Linked DNA regions of Rattus norvegicus: region 1 is linked to region 2. The links are chromatin contacts, called in public HiChIP or PLAC-seq maps. All regions are on one chromosome and are shown on one strand. The core of a region is the stretch at or near the end of the contact, and the rest is flanking DNA. Distances in the headings are between cores, read along the strand shown. Region 1 holds the start of Ttc19 (tetratricopeptide repeat domain 19). Region 2 holds the start of Akap10 (A-kinase anchoring protein 10).

Region 1 (7,159 bases), core at 973-3,472, 360 kb before region 2:
CCAAGTCATAAGTGTACGTGATGGCCTTCTTGTTGTCACTCTCATACGCAAGGCGAAGAGCGTCATGCAAAATCAGCTCGGCTGCTTCTGGCTCATCTTTCATGATGCTCAACTAGAGAGAGAGGACAGAGGGAACAGTAAATGAAAGGTAAAGAAAAAGGTGCACTCTACAGAGTAGACACATCACAAAATGTGTGAGGAAATCATTCATTCATTGAATCTCGACTACGTCCAGATACCTCGTCCACTGAGATGACAGGGAGACTAGTTTCCCTTGCCATCTAGGTGTGCTCACAAAACAAGGTTTTAACTAACGGATCAGACAGAAGGAATGCGAGCCATCTTTACTTTCTTTTTCCTCCAGAGACTCCTGACCCACAGAGATCCACCTGCCTCTGCCTCCTGCGTGTGGCAATTAAAGGCTAGTGCCACCACGCCTGGCACCGTGCTTACATGAAAGCTGTTTGCCTTCCATCTACTTCTTCTCTTCCTGAGGATTACAGGGAATCAGGTAGGACAAGTAGGTGTAATCAAAACTCATGAAAAGAGGAAGAAAAACAACACAGAGGAATGACAAAGGAAACCATGTTCAAGAAAATGAGAGTAAAAGGAGGTAAGATGACTGAGGAGTTAACCATGTAACAAAGTGGACGGAAGAATGACCCCAAGAGTCACGGGTAAAGCCCCATAGGCTGAAAAGAATGGTTCTTCAGGAGACAGGCAAGGAGGGTGGAGAGAGGGCGTGCGCTGAATCCCAGCTACTGCCACAGGAGGATGAGACAGCTGGCTTTGATCACTTCCAGTCCTGCAGCCCCTGACAGAGCTTTGTGTTTTCTCAGATACAAGGAGAAGTCACTCAGCTGTCACACAAGAAGGCACTACACTGATTTACATTTTCAAACCATCACTCAGTTTGCTGCATGGACGGCAGTTGGGGCAAGAGAACAGGACCTGTGTGAGAAAATCTAGGAAAATAGAGGGGAAGGGTGGTGGTGGGGGTGATTTGAGAAGTGTTCTGGATTTGACAGCAATTGTGTTCATTACTGTGTAACTGGGAATTATCAACAACACATTTAAGAACCATTATATTTTCCCTTTTTTTTTCTTTTGAGGCAGGGTTTCTCTGTGTAACAGAGTCTTAACTGTCCTGGACTTGCTTTGTAAACCAAGCTGGCCTCAAACACACAGAGATCTGCCTGAGGAACCACTATGGTTTTTTTTTTAGGCTTAATTTTTTAGGGGGTAAAAAGAAGACTGTTAAAGACACATTTTGGGGAAGGAATTTAAGAAAAAGTGCTTAGAGGAGGGCACGCTAAATCTGAGACATAACTAGAGCCTTGCAATAGAGACAGCATGTCAGTGACACACTGCAGTCTGTGAACACAAATTTGGACGTTGTTGGCATTAAGTCGATATCGAACCCGTTGGAAGAAATTAAATAAACCTGGAGGGAATAAAAGGATGTGGAGAAACAGATTTAGACGTGAACCAAGAGGCATAAATGATACTAAATTGCATTTTCGGGACGTCATACATATTCTATGCACAAAATGTTATTTCGGCTTGGATGTTAACTGATTAAAGCCACCCCCGCAAAACATCCTCAATCAATACATTTGGACAAAATAAATAAGGAAACTGTGAGGGTGCCGTCTCCACCTGCACTCACAACTGCAGCGGTTTTGCTGCAGGATTCGCCCTGGACCAGTCTGGATGCATCCCAACTTTCCACCCCGGGCCAATACATCCAGGCCTCGGGAAGCGGAGCGGAGAGCGCGCACGCCCGATCGATCCTCTCACCTTGGCTCGCTTCAGCAGCTGGATGATCTCTGCCTCCGCCTCGTCTGTCGCGTCCTCTCCCGGCTGCTCCTCTGCCGCCGCGGTTCGCGAGAACCAGGCGAGCGCTGCGAGAAGCGGCTCAGAGGTCACCGGGACCGGCCCGTGCCCGCGCCCCCGCCCCCGCCCCCGCCGGGCCGGCCCCGCCCGGAGCGCTCCGCTCACCTGCCAACAGCGGCAGCACTCGGTGCCCCCGCGCCGGCGCGCCTCGGGTCCGCAGCCGCTCCGCGCCCGGACCCGCGTCACCGGCCCGCTCCGGCAGTAGGCGCGCAGTACAGCCCCCGCACCGCCGGCCCGCGGCCCGCAGCAGGGTTCGACCCAGACGCCAGCGAAGCAGCCGGAACATGCCGACGCGTCCTCACAGCTCCACTAGCCGCGGCTGGCCCGGGACGCCCCGCCTGTCCGCATGCGCGATGACGCGTGATGACGTCACGCCGCCTCGCCCCGCCTTCGGCCTGCCGCGCGCAAAGAGTTCGCAGCCCACGGGAAGAGAAGTCGTGCGGCGTGCTATGGCGGTCACGCTCCCGGAGGTCGTGGAGGAGCTCCTGAGCGAGATAGCCGCCGCTGTGCGGGACAGCGCGAGAAGTATGGCCCGCGAACTTTTATTCTTATCCTGTATAGCTCTGTCCCTGAAGCCTGTGCTCGTTAAATCGCTAAACTAGAGGACTTTGAATGACTAGACGTCAGATCCCTGAGTGCGAGCCGGTGTGCGGGAACCCCGGGTACTTGAAGAGAGCCACTGGGTATACCCAAGGAGTGGGCGAGGGCAGGGATGCGGAATGGCAGATGCCTAGACAATTTTGAGTTACTCGGAATCATTATCCACAATCCGTGATGCAAAGCTTAAAAAAAACACTCTTGTTTACTTTGTTTAGTAAACATATTTTACTAAAAACATTCTAGGGATGCAAAACCTTTAAAGAAATCTGCAAGTTGAAAAGTACTTCTTTCCTCTACCTGTAGAGGTCGCCCTATGCCTGTCTCCAACAAAATGACTAAACAAGGATGATCTTTGCTTACCAGCCAGAGTAGGAGGAGCTACCAATGGGGGAAACTAGTAATGAGGATCTACTGCGTAGCTCAGCTAATAGAGGGCTTGTCTAGCATGTATAGAGCTACCGTGGATTCCCCGCCGCCGCCTAAGACTGAGCACATGGCTGTAATCTCCGCACTTGGAAAGTGGAGACAAAAGAAGGGAAAGTTCAAGGTCAACCCTCAGCTACGAAATACTAGGCCAGACTGGGCTACTGGAGACTATCTGAAAAAGGGAGACGGGGATGAGGGGAGAAGGCTTTTGGAGTGTAGACTAGTTAGAAGTACTCTTCCAAAAATAGCCTCTCTAAATGATAGTCAAATTAGAGCTCAAGACTGCTACTGCCCATTCATTGTGCTCTGTGAAAGGGTTGGCGTTACCGCTTTAACAGAACAAGAAAAATAAGCAAACGAATGGTCTCAATTTGGCCTTTTACGTATGTGTAAAAGATTCAGCCAACCAGGTATTCAAACATGTTTTGATTTCTAAAAGTTGTGGGTTGTCAGTCTGTTGTGAGCTCTTGCATGCAGAATTTGACCGCAGATGTTCTGAGATGTTTACAGAACACTTGCTAGAACGGGGCTGTTGGTGGGTTAATACATATGCCAACAACTGAAGGGGACCCCGAGCTCAGAAACAGACTCTTGTGTTTACTTTTTAGTAGGACACTTTTCAATATTGGTTCTGAGTACTCCTTCCTAATCCCTGATCTTCCTTGGTAACCTTGCAGAATATAAGTACAGGTTGCACATATATGGTTTAAACTAGTTGGTACTGAGCTATGTAGGAAGCTTTGATTTCCTTTCCTGGGTTACTTGGTTTCCCTGAATTATAACCATCTTGGCTTACTTAGTTTTCTACATATGTATTTTTACTTGAACTTCAAATTTTTTCACCACTATCATGGGCCTCCACTCAAAATGTTAAGGTAAAAAAAGACATTTTATCAGTTACATTTTCGTAAAGAAATCTGCCTAGAGCCTGCCGACTTGCCTAGTATGGACTCGCTGGTGTCCGGTCGGGCTACTGCTATCTTCCTTCAGTGTTAAAGGCTTGGGAATTCTCTTTTCCCATTTTGGGTCTTGAGTTTAGCATTTCCTACAATTTACTTTCCTCTTGTTTATCCACTTGTGTATTGTTACCTGTCTTAGTTTATGCAGTACGTACTTGAGTAGGTTCCTGACGAAGGCATGAACTGTACTTTTGAGGCTTTGAATGTCTGAAAAAGGTTTTTCTACTCTCACAGTTAAAAGGTATTGTCTCATGTTGGGAAGAACATTTCTTCAGACATCTGAAAACATTGTTCCATAATCATCTAGCATTTTGCATCTAACTCTGGTGCTGAATTTTGTCTGTGGCTTTTTTTCCCCTCTGGGTATTTGAATTGTCCCTAAGTATCCATGGTTGTCCATATTGCCAACGTACAAGTTCCTTTGGCAGGATGGCACGTGATCCAGACTCACCTTCCTTTGTACTCTAACATGCTAGGTAGGTAGAAGACGTCCTGGGTTGCTTAGGGAAAATGAGAGAAGAATGGCATGTTTAGTAGAGACTCAGAATTTTCCAGGGCTGGTAGTACTGGTTTCAGTTTGGTTTTGTTCGGCCTTTTCATAGTCCAGGCTGGCCTTGAGCTCCCTGTGCTCGTGCCTTAGGCTTCCGAGTGTCACAGTTACAGGCACGTACCTGCCTTTCCATTTCTTTTTAAACATTCCATGGGTGTTTTGCCTGCATGTGTATCAGTGTACCATGTGGGTGCAGTGCCCTCCTAGGCCAGAAGATGGCACCAGATCCCCTTGGACTGGAAAGTGAGCCAGCTGTTGGGAGTTGCGGGCAGGGGGAATGAACTGCTGAGCCGTGGCCCCGCCCCTCAGTTCTTATCTCCTCTTAGTTGAGTCCAAAGATGTTGGTCCCACGTGTATGGAGAGCCAGTTATATCTTCTTTATGACCATGATTCTCAAGCTTCTGATAAGATTTTGTTCGAGTTTCATTTTTACTCCTGGATGGATGTATGTCTGCATGTGTCCACGTGTGAGGGAGCCCCAGAGGCCAGAAGAGGCCCTGTGGAGCTTGCAGTACAGAAGTGAAGAGCTACCCAGTATGGGTGCTAGAAACGAAACTCCAGCTGACCGAGAGCGGCCACCTAGCAGGTGCATCATCTCCCCAGCCCCTGGTTTAGTTTTCCACTCTACCATGTGGCTCTATTAACTTACTTCATAGACGTTTGGTTTTTCTTCCTAGTATTCCCGTCATTTGGCTATAGAATGTCCTTTGTTGTCCCTAAGTGATTTGTCTCCTATATTTAACCTTTCTGTCCCTGCCTCAGCTTCTTGGGAACTTCCTTTAACTGTGTCTTTCAGATTTTCTATGTGGTCCGTCTGGAAAGTTACATTCCACTTTTGTGTTTGATCCAGTGTAGTTTAGCTGTTGTTTCCCCTGCCTCTTCATCCTTGGGAACTAACAGTTCTTTAAGTAAGTAAATACTCCTCTTACTGCTGTTTCAGTTGGGAAAGAAGCACACTTGGATATGTAGGTTCTGTGTACATCTTACATGGTGATTTGGAATAGTTGTTATAAGATCTTCATGTTTGCATTCACTGCTCTAACATGATTAACCCTCCTGTTCCCTCCTTACAGTTCCCGACGAGCTTCTCTTATCGTAAGTATGGTTTCTTGTTTGATCTATAACAAAAAAAGCTATACACTTTTAAGAGCCAGATCCTTTCAGTTTATTCCTTGGTTTGTAAAAGTAGAAGAGGGCTGGAGATAAGACTCGCTCCTACTCCAGAGGAACAGAGTCCCATTCAAAAGGCTCATTACCACCTATACCTCAGCTCTGGAGGATCGGGTACAGCTTCTGGCATCTGTGGGCCCTGCAAACACTTGGTGCACAGACCTGCATGTAGCGAACATCTATATACACACACTTTTTTAAAAGTTTAAAATGGGGGGGGGTCAGGGGCACACTTTTAATTACAGCACTTGGAAGGTAGAAGCATGAGGTCTAGGAGTTCAAGGTCATCCTCAGCTACACAAAAGCCTAATATCCCTCTCTGACCTCCATGGGCACCTGAACACACAGTGCACTTACATATACTCAGACGTATGTACTTACACATAAAACAAATCTTTTTAGAAATAAGTTAATGACTAGAAAATAGGAAAATAATAAAAGAGTGCAAATAACCAAAAAACTTTTGGGGGAAATGATTAATATTACTAATAATCATAAAATACAACTTAAAATATAATTTTGTCTATAAAACTAGCAATCCAGGGAAAAAATGCTAACAGGAATATGAAGAAATGGATAAGTAATACCTCGCTAGAGATGTCAATTGGGAGATAGCGTAGTATCTCGGGCTGCTGTGACCAAGGCAACTTATAAAAGAAAACATTTAATTTCTGACCTTCTTATGAGTCCTTGACCAGCATGGCAGCAAGCAGGCAGACGTTCAAGATGCTAGAGAAGCAGCCGAGAGCTTACATCTGATCCACAAGCACAAGTCAGGGAGAGAGAGGTAACTGGGAGTGGCATTGAGAAACGTTGAAGTTCACCTCCAGTGACACACCTCCTCCAAGAAGGTCATACTTCCTAATCATTCCCAAACAGTTCCCCCAACTGTGGATCAAACATTCAAATACAGGAGCCCATGGGGGCCATTCTCAATTCAAACCACGACATCTGGCAATGGCAATATGGCTTTAAAGCATACCTATTCTTTGAGCTGGATATTCTTACAAGAATGTCACCCAAGGAGGTAACTGTGATGTTCGGAAAGGCTTTACAATGAGCAGATTCACCCAGTACTGAGTAGGGCAACACAACAAATTGGAAATAATCTACTTAAAAGTAGTTTAATGAAAGTAAAAATGATTCATTTTTACAATAGAGCTATTTTTATAGCCATCAAAAGTAATAAAAAAAATTTCATGTGTTTGAGAGATGTTTATAGAAGTCATGAAGGAGACAAAGCCATTTTTAAATTAATTGAAGTTAACCGTGGTTATCTCTGATTAAGAGGCTCTTCAGCAAATCCCTATTTTTGTTCACTAAATCGATCTTTATGTATTGGTGTAAAGAATTCGAAAGCATTCTTCAGTTCTTCCAGTACTGTTGTGTACGAGACTAGATTCTGGGAAAATGAGGCAGTGCACATGTTATACTTCAGACTTTAAAAGCAGTGTCATCTGTGCATGGGCACATATGTACATGTGTGTACATACAGTCACTCCATGAGTAATAAGAAACAAAAACTTTAGCAGGAAAGAAACCAGTAAGTAGTATGAGG
Region 2 (6,723 bases), core at 3,911-6,410:
CAAAGTAGTATCATGCGATGAGCAAATCAGTTTATTGGGGTTGCTTGAAGGAGCAATGATGAATCAGAGGTAGCTGTTGTCTGTTTCGAGTACACAGAAAGACACTTTGCATTTTATACTTACAGCTATCTGAATTATATCCGTACTGCAAGTGCTGACTAGCTATAGGTGGCTAGTGGTGGTTGAGGCCTGTTCCCTAAGCATAGCTGTAGCCATTTTGTTCCAGGCCTGCCAGCTATTTCATATTGCTGCTGTAACATGCCTGCCAGTCACTGATGCAGAAAAATAGCTTGAGTCAGAGCAGGGACATGCTGATCACATACCCTGTTATGTTATATATAAGGTTTGCTAAAGACCTGTCAAATTTTTTTTTTTTTTTCAGAGCTGGGGACCGAACCCAGGGCCTTGTGCTTGCTAGGCAAGCGCTCTACCACTGAGCTAAATCCCCAACCCCTAAGACCCGTCAAATTAAAGGTCAATATGAACTATCAGGTCTAAATGGCTTGAATCAGGGCTGACCACCGGGCAGCCCTTCCAGCACCTGCAAATGAGCCCATCGTAGTTTTTGCAGTGTAAGCCTTCATAAGCTGGCCCTGAGAAATGTCCAGTGCACAGCTTTGAGCTATTGCCTGGTTGATCAGTCTTGGGGTGTTGTGTTCAAGAAATCATCCCCGTTTAACTGTAATCAGTATTCATGTGGTTTGTGGGGTGATTCCTGGACCCCCACAAGCTACCATATAGAACTTCGGAATGCAGGTCTGAAGGAGCCTTGGTTAGACATTTTTAAAGAACATTGGGTTGAGCTTTGTATTGGGATCATATTAATTAGATTCATTGAACGATGTCAAGTATTCGAAGTATGTGGACATGAATATGCATGCTATCAGATATGTAGTCACTTTGGTGTAAACGACGGGTCCGGGGGTCCCTGGAAGAGAATTGGGGACAAGAGTCACGAAGAAGGATGCCAAGACGAGAGTCTGATCAAGGCGACAATTTTATTTTTCCCCAAGGTTGAATTTATACCATAACATGGGTAACAGAGGGATCGGGGAAGTATGAAACATTTACACAGGCCAAGGACACAGTATTCATGTGGTCAGGGAATAGGCCGATGTGGACAGGTTGTCAGAAAGGTCACAGGTTTGTCATATTTATTAGTCAGCAGGATGTTGGTTTTAGCTTTATCATATTATTATTTTTCTTGACCACCAGATTTGTATTAGTCTTCTGCAGCTGGCTGGGGATTTTCCATGAACCTAGTCATACTTAATTCTAACATCAACAATGGAGGGCTTCAAGGGCATCGCTCCCAACACTTTGGTGTCATTGTAACCAAAGCATTAACCCTCAACTCAAGGGAGGAGGGTTGTAGCTGTGTTTTCATGTTCTCTTTGCCTCAAGTCCTTGCAAAGAAAGAACATCAAGGTGTGTGGGAGAGCTTCCTCAATGACAAGCAGGGAGCAAACATGAGCATGTAGGAAGCCAGGCCAGATACAGCCCACAGTTCCTCAGGGGCCTGCTTCCTCTAATACCCTACCTCCTCCCTTTTGCTACCTCTAAAAGAAATCCACGAAATGCTAAGCCCATCAAGAAATTAACCTGTTAAGTTAAAGCTGTCACACTGTGCCTCTGGAAGCACTCTTATGGACATGCCAGGAGGTGTGCTTTACTAATCCCCTGGGCATTGCCTAGTCCAATCAAATGGACAATCAAAATTAATCAACAAATGTTTTTTGCCCAGGAAATGTTTACATAATCCTAAATATGTAGGCATATAAAATAACCATATAAAACATTTATTGATAACGAACCATAGAGAAATCAATTATTTGACAGAAGGAGAATTTTACCATTTATTTAAAATGAAAGCAAATTGGCACGCAAATGAGATAGGTATGCTTGCTTATTTTTACACAAAGGATTAAATCTTGGCTAAATGTTTAATACTGTAAGACAAAAAGCATCATCAGTGTCTGTGAGAATTGAACGATATTTTGATTTTGTAATTGACATTGCTGCTTTGCCTAAATGCATAGTACAAAAGAGTTCTTGGGAATCTCCCTGGCCTTATCCCAAGCATAGTTTAATGACTTGTTATGGAAGTCAAGCTAGAAAACCAAATAGCAAATCTGAAGATCAAATGTTCTAATGCAATATAATCCAAAAAAAAAGATGAACTAATCTGATGTTTCCATGCTGTGGCATGGTGGTAGGGAATATTTAATGTTTTGTTTTCCACAGTGGAAATGTTCTGTTTCTAGAGCATCAGAAAACGTGATAAGTACAATAAAAAACAGTGTGATTCATAATATACAGTATTCTTAACTCCGATCTAAGGGGTTTCAGGCACCATTTATTGGTGTTCTATGCTGGGAGAGTGCCTGGATTCCTAAGTGCATCATGTCTTGTGTGTTCAGAAGCAAAAGTGCATAATTGTCATGTGACACAACAGAGCAAGTGTTGGCAGAAATACCTTGGGACTTATCCAACCTTTGAGTTTTAACTTTATTTTTAGTCGATTCGTTTGGTCACCTACAAATAAATGAACCTGTATGTCTGTGTGTGTGTGCAGAGGCCAAACAGAACAGGGCAACAGGTATCCTCATCTACTGCTTTTGAGTTCTACAGTTCTAAGCATATCTTCTGCAGAGTGGAGTCTTACAAAGCAAGTGCAAGTCGTCTGGGGTAGTTGTAACTACAGCAAGACTTCCTGAGATGGGAGTCACGGCTTTACCAACAATCCTCCTTCCTCACTCACTTCCTTTCTCTATCTCTTATTACCATTGAGATCTTAGGTGATTACAAAGAAATCCAGACCACCCTCTATAAACAAGCCATAAGGATGGCAGGGTCACTTGTGGGGTGGTGGTGAGGTGTGTGTGTGTGTGTGTGTGAAGGATTTAGGTGAAGTCTTAATTGTCAAGTGCTAGGAGCACTGGAAGCACATCAGAAGTTCTTAGTAAATGATGATTATAATCATCATTTACTGCTATGTCTAGCTATCTGAGAGATAGTGGAAATAATATGACTTATTCAAGGAACTAACAAAATGAAGCAGTTTTTTTTTTTTTTTAAATATACACTTCTGCAGAAAGGGATGCTAGCAAAAAGAAAAGGCAAAAATTGCTGGTGCAATGCTTTGGTACAAGGCAGTGATTTTTAACACCCCCCCCCCCAATCTGGAGAGGTTTTAAGTTCCCTCTAAATCCCTATCCTTGTCTCCCTTGGCTGGGACTTGCCCCCTTTCCTAATTTCCTATGTTATTGGTTTAGGACACAAAACCTTATCTAATGAATGGTTTGGGGCTTGAGACAGCACTCCTCCCCCATTTCTGGCCATGAGCAGTAAGGCAGCAGACTACCTGTAACTTTTCTGGAGTTCTGTGACAAGCCAGCACCAGTTTGGGGCATAGCTGGGGGCCTATTGCCTCCTGCTTATCTGTAAATGGACTGTAACAATCTATTTCTTACAGAGAATAAAAGTGACTCCAGAATTTCTAGTAGGAGGGACTCAAAGAATCAACCGCATTGGAAATTGAGTTGAAACACTTCCTCAACACCGATCTATGCTTAGTCTGAGAGAATGAGTAAGGATTCAAGAAATCCCAGTGGAGCCAGAGCCCTCCCTTCAACCCCACTGGCATTCCGCTCACTTGAGGGATTTTGCTCACGCATCGGTCTGGTGTTCCTCCTGGCCCGCTCACTAGTTAACAAATACAAAACAGTCTCTGTCAAGATTGGAGCTCCAGAAGAGAAAGGGAAAGGAATCATATAAACACCACCCATTCTCCCTAAGAACAGAGTAGATGATCTAACTGTGGTCCCTTTGCAAGTGTTGTCTGTGCTCCTAATTGCTAAGCCATTCCTTCAGCGCCTTGTTTTGTTTTTAATCTTTTTGAGACAAGGTCTCACCATGGTCTAAAATTCCCTAAGTAAATCAAGCTGGCCTGGAACTCACTTGCTTCTTTCTGCCTTCTAAGTGCATTAAAGGCATTCACCACCAGGATATCTCGCCTAGTTTGTCTTAATATTATTAGACAGGAAAAGGTGTCCAGGGGTGGGCAGTGGGTGTGAATAGGTTGGAGGGTACGCCCAAAGTGTACCTCCAAGTGCACCTCGGTCTCTGCACCAATGACTCTCTCCACCATTACCTCACATGGGACAACCACAGCACTGCTCTCCCTTTCTACTCCAGCTCAGGGTGCCTGACCTGGAAACCTGGGCTTCACTTCAGCAAACCGAATGTGCCTAGTTTCCTCCATACCAAGAGCAAGTTTAAGTACTGTTACTAACCTGGAGGGTTTAGTATGACATCTGTGCACGATGTTTTAAAGAAATTTAGCTATGGTGGTTTTCCATGCTTTAGCAAACAGGCCCAGAAACAAAACTAGCAAATTTATTAACCTGCTCTTATAATACGGTTAAGACATCAGGCTTTATTTAGCTCCTGTTTTAACACATCGAATAATCAGGCGAGTTGCCTCTTCTGGACTTGTTTCTCCTTCTGTCTCATGTAGATTTCATTGATCCAACATAAAAAAACAGCAACTGTGTGCGTCATGAGTTCCTGGTTCGCTTTTGGCAGGAGTTGCAGCTATAGTGACCATCCATCCAGGGCACTAAAGGTGGGTAAGCTTTAAGGAAGCCAGATTTATAGAAAGATGGCATTCGAATAAGAACGGGAAAAAAAAAATCCCCTGTCGAGGCTCAGGTTGCTGGCTCTTTCTGTTTTGAGCATCTGCAGGGATCTCATCTGAAAATGAACCTACTACTCTTTTTCTCCTTCCTTCCTGAGGTCACTTTGAGGGACGAAGCTTCAGCAGATACAAAAGAGCAGATTACTGCCCTCGATTCCTCGTCCTGCTGGCTCGCCTGCATCCCCCGGGGACCAGGCAGGGTAATGCTGCCAATCAGCCTGCGGCATTTAGCAAAATTCCGCGAAAAGGCTGCGTGGCAGTGCTGGCCCAGGCTTTTCGAAGAGGAGGCTCAGTAGATACACGATCACCGGGAGACTTCAGCAGGAAGAGTTGGTTCACCGACGCGAGGACGCCGGGTCACGTGGGCTGGGCGGGCGCGCGCCCCAGCCCCGCGGGAGGAGGTGCGCAGGAGGGGGCGGGGCCGGGGCCTCCCGTGAAGCCCCGCGCGCGGACGGACCGGAACTCTAAGCGGGTGGCTTGTTGATAACATGGCGGCAGCAGCTGCCCGGGCATCCCGAGGAGGCGGCAGCGCCCACACCCGGAAGAAGGGGGTGTTTTCGGACTAGTGCAGCGGCTCCTGCGGACCCGGAAGTCCCGGCCAGCTGCTGAATGAGGGGAGCCGGGCCCTCCCCGCGACACTCCCCCCGCGCCCTCCGCCCCGACCCGGGCCCCGCCATGTCCTTCTTCCGGCGGAAAGGTAGCTGAGGGGTCGCCGGCGGGGGGCGAGCCGGGCCTCGGGCAGTGGTGGGGCGGCAAACCTGCAAGGGTTTCGTCGGGGCGGCCGCAAGGCTCTCGGTGAGCCGCTCGGCCTCCGCGCCGACACCCGCGGTGCGGTGTGCTGCCCGGGACTCCGCAGGGGAGAAGGTGGCCTCCTCAGACGAGGTGGAGGGGCATTGTTGCTTCGGGCCGAAAGTGCTTGCTTAAACCCGTAGAAATTAACACCTGTTTGCTAAAGAAAGGTTTTTCTGGTGTGTTTGGTTTCCAGAGGCTTAGATGTGTGTGTTGTCTGTGTGCACGCGCGCACTGTGGATCAAGATCAAGGAAATCCCTTTACTTATAGGAAGTCTTGACTTTTCCGAACATTGGGGGGCTTATACCTAAAACCACGCGAAACTGTTAATTTCTTCAACTAGCACTATTTTCTAGTTTCCTCTTTTGGGGGGCGGAGGTGGTGAGCGGAAGGGGGCCCACTGTTATTCCTAAAATAAAATTTCTTACTATTGAAGTTCCGTATTCGGAAGACTACTGCTTTTGATGATTTAGCAAGTTTACTAATTATTGGAACCGTTGCTGCTTTTATAAACGAACTACTTAGATTTCAGATGTTCAGTTGTAAAAGCTTGCTTAGAGGCAAGGTGATTTTGATCCTGGAGAGGGTGGTTGTATTTTATTAAACATGCATACACAAATTGATCAATCAAATTTCTTTAGATGGAGATGGTTGTTTCTGTTCATTCTTGCTGCTTCAGAGAAGATATATCAGACTTTTTTAAAAAACGTAACACTAAATCAGACTTGTATTCACATGGTAGCTTTTTCATAAACTCTGTAACCTGAAGCAGCCAGTTAACCCACTTTTTTCCCAGCTGCGAATCAGGTGATTGCTCATAGGACTGAAGCTGCCTTGTCTGTCGATGCTAGGTGATGAATGAATGAAACTGGTAAATGGTAGGAAGCTTTATCAGCAACGTATCTTAATATCTCTGGAGTTATAAACTGCACCTAGTTTGACAGTGTCGGGGTGCTTATATTTTAAGGGGGGGGGTAATTCTAAGTATGGGACTAATTTCAAGTTGCACAACAGACAGTTTGTCTGTTTATTTCACACACACTGTCAAGTGTCCTGTCTGCCAGACACTGTCTTAGGGTGTCATGGAACAGTCATATGGGCATAGTCTCTGTACCTATGAAGTTCATTGATGCTGTAGGCAGACAGTAAATAGGCCAAGAAACTGTGTGTATATACTTACAAACTGAACGATGAAAGTAATTTATGAAGAAAAATCTATTGTGGTTGGATGTGA

The links. HiChIP or PLAC-seq counts read pairs in DNA pulled down with a chosen protein or histone mark.
Region 1: an H3K27ac HiChIP or PLAC-seq map of oligodendrocytes shows a contact between it and region 2, with 18 times the contacts expected there. The contact joins the promoter of Ttc19 here to the promoter of Akap10 in region 2. A contact is called at or near these places in 1 of 12 Hi-C or Micro-C datasets (psoas muscle) and 1 of 1 datasets of contacts at active chromatin or transcription factors (oligodendrocytes).

What each region holds. Positions count from the first base shown.
Region 1 is chr10:47,464,106-47,471,264 of GRCr8, reverse strand. Ttc19 (tetratricopeptide repeat domain 19) reads right to left here and starts at 2,222. Exons shown (of 10, transcript NM_001415772.1): 1 at 2,002-2,222; 2 at 1,801-1,904; 3 at 2-112. The coding sequence starts at 2,182. It overlaps Zswim7 (zinc finger, SWIM-type containing 7), which reads left to right and starts at 2,331. Exons shown (of 5, transcript NM_001163492.1): 1 at 2,331-2,421; 2 at 5,505-5,526. The coding sequence starts at 2,346.
Region 2 is chr10:47,106,590-47,113,312 of GRCr8, reverse strand. It overlaps Akap10 (A-kinase anchoring protein 10), which reads left to right and starts at 5,160. Exons shown (of 15, transcript NM_001114606.2): 1 at 5,160-5,396. The coding sequence starts at 5,309.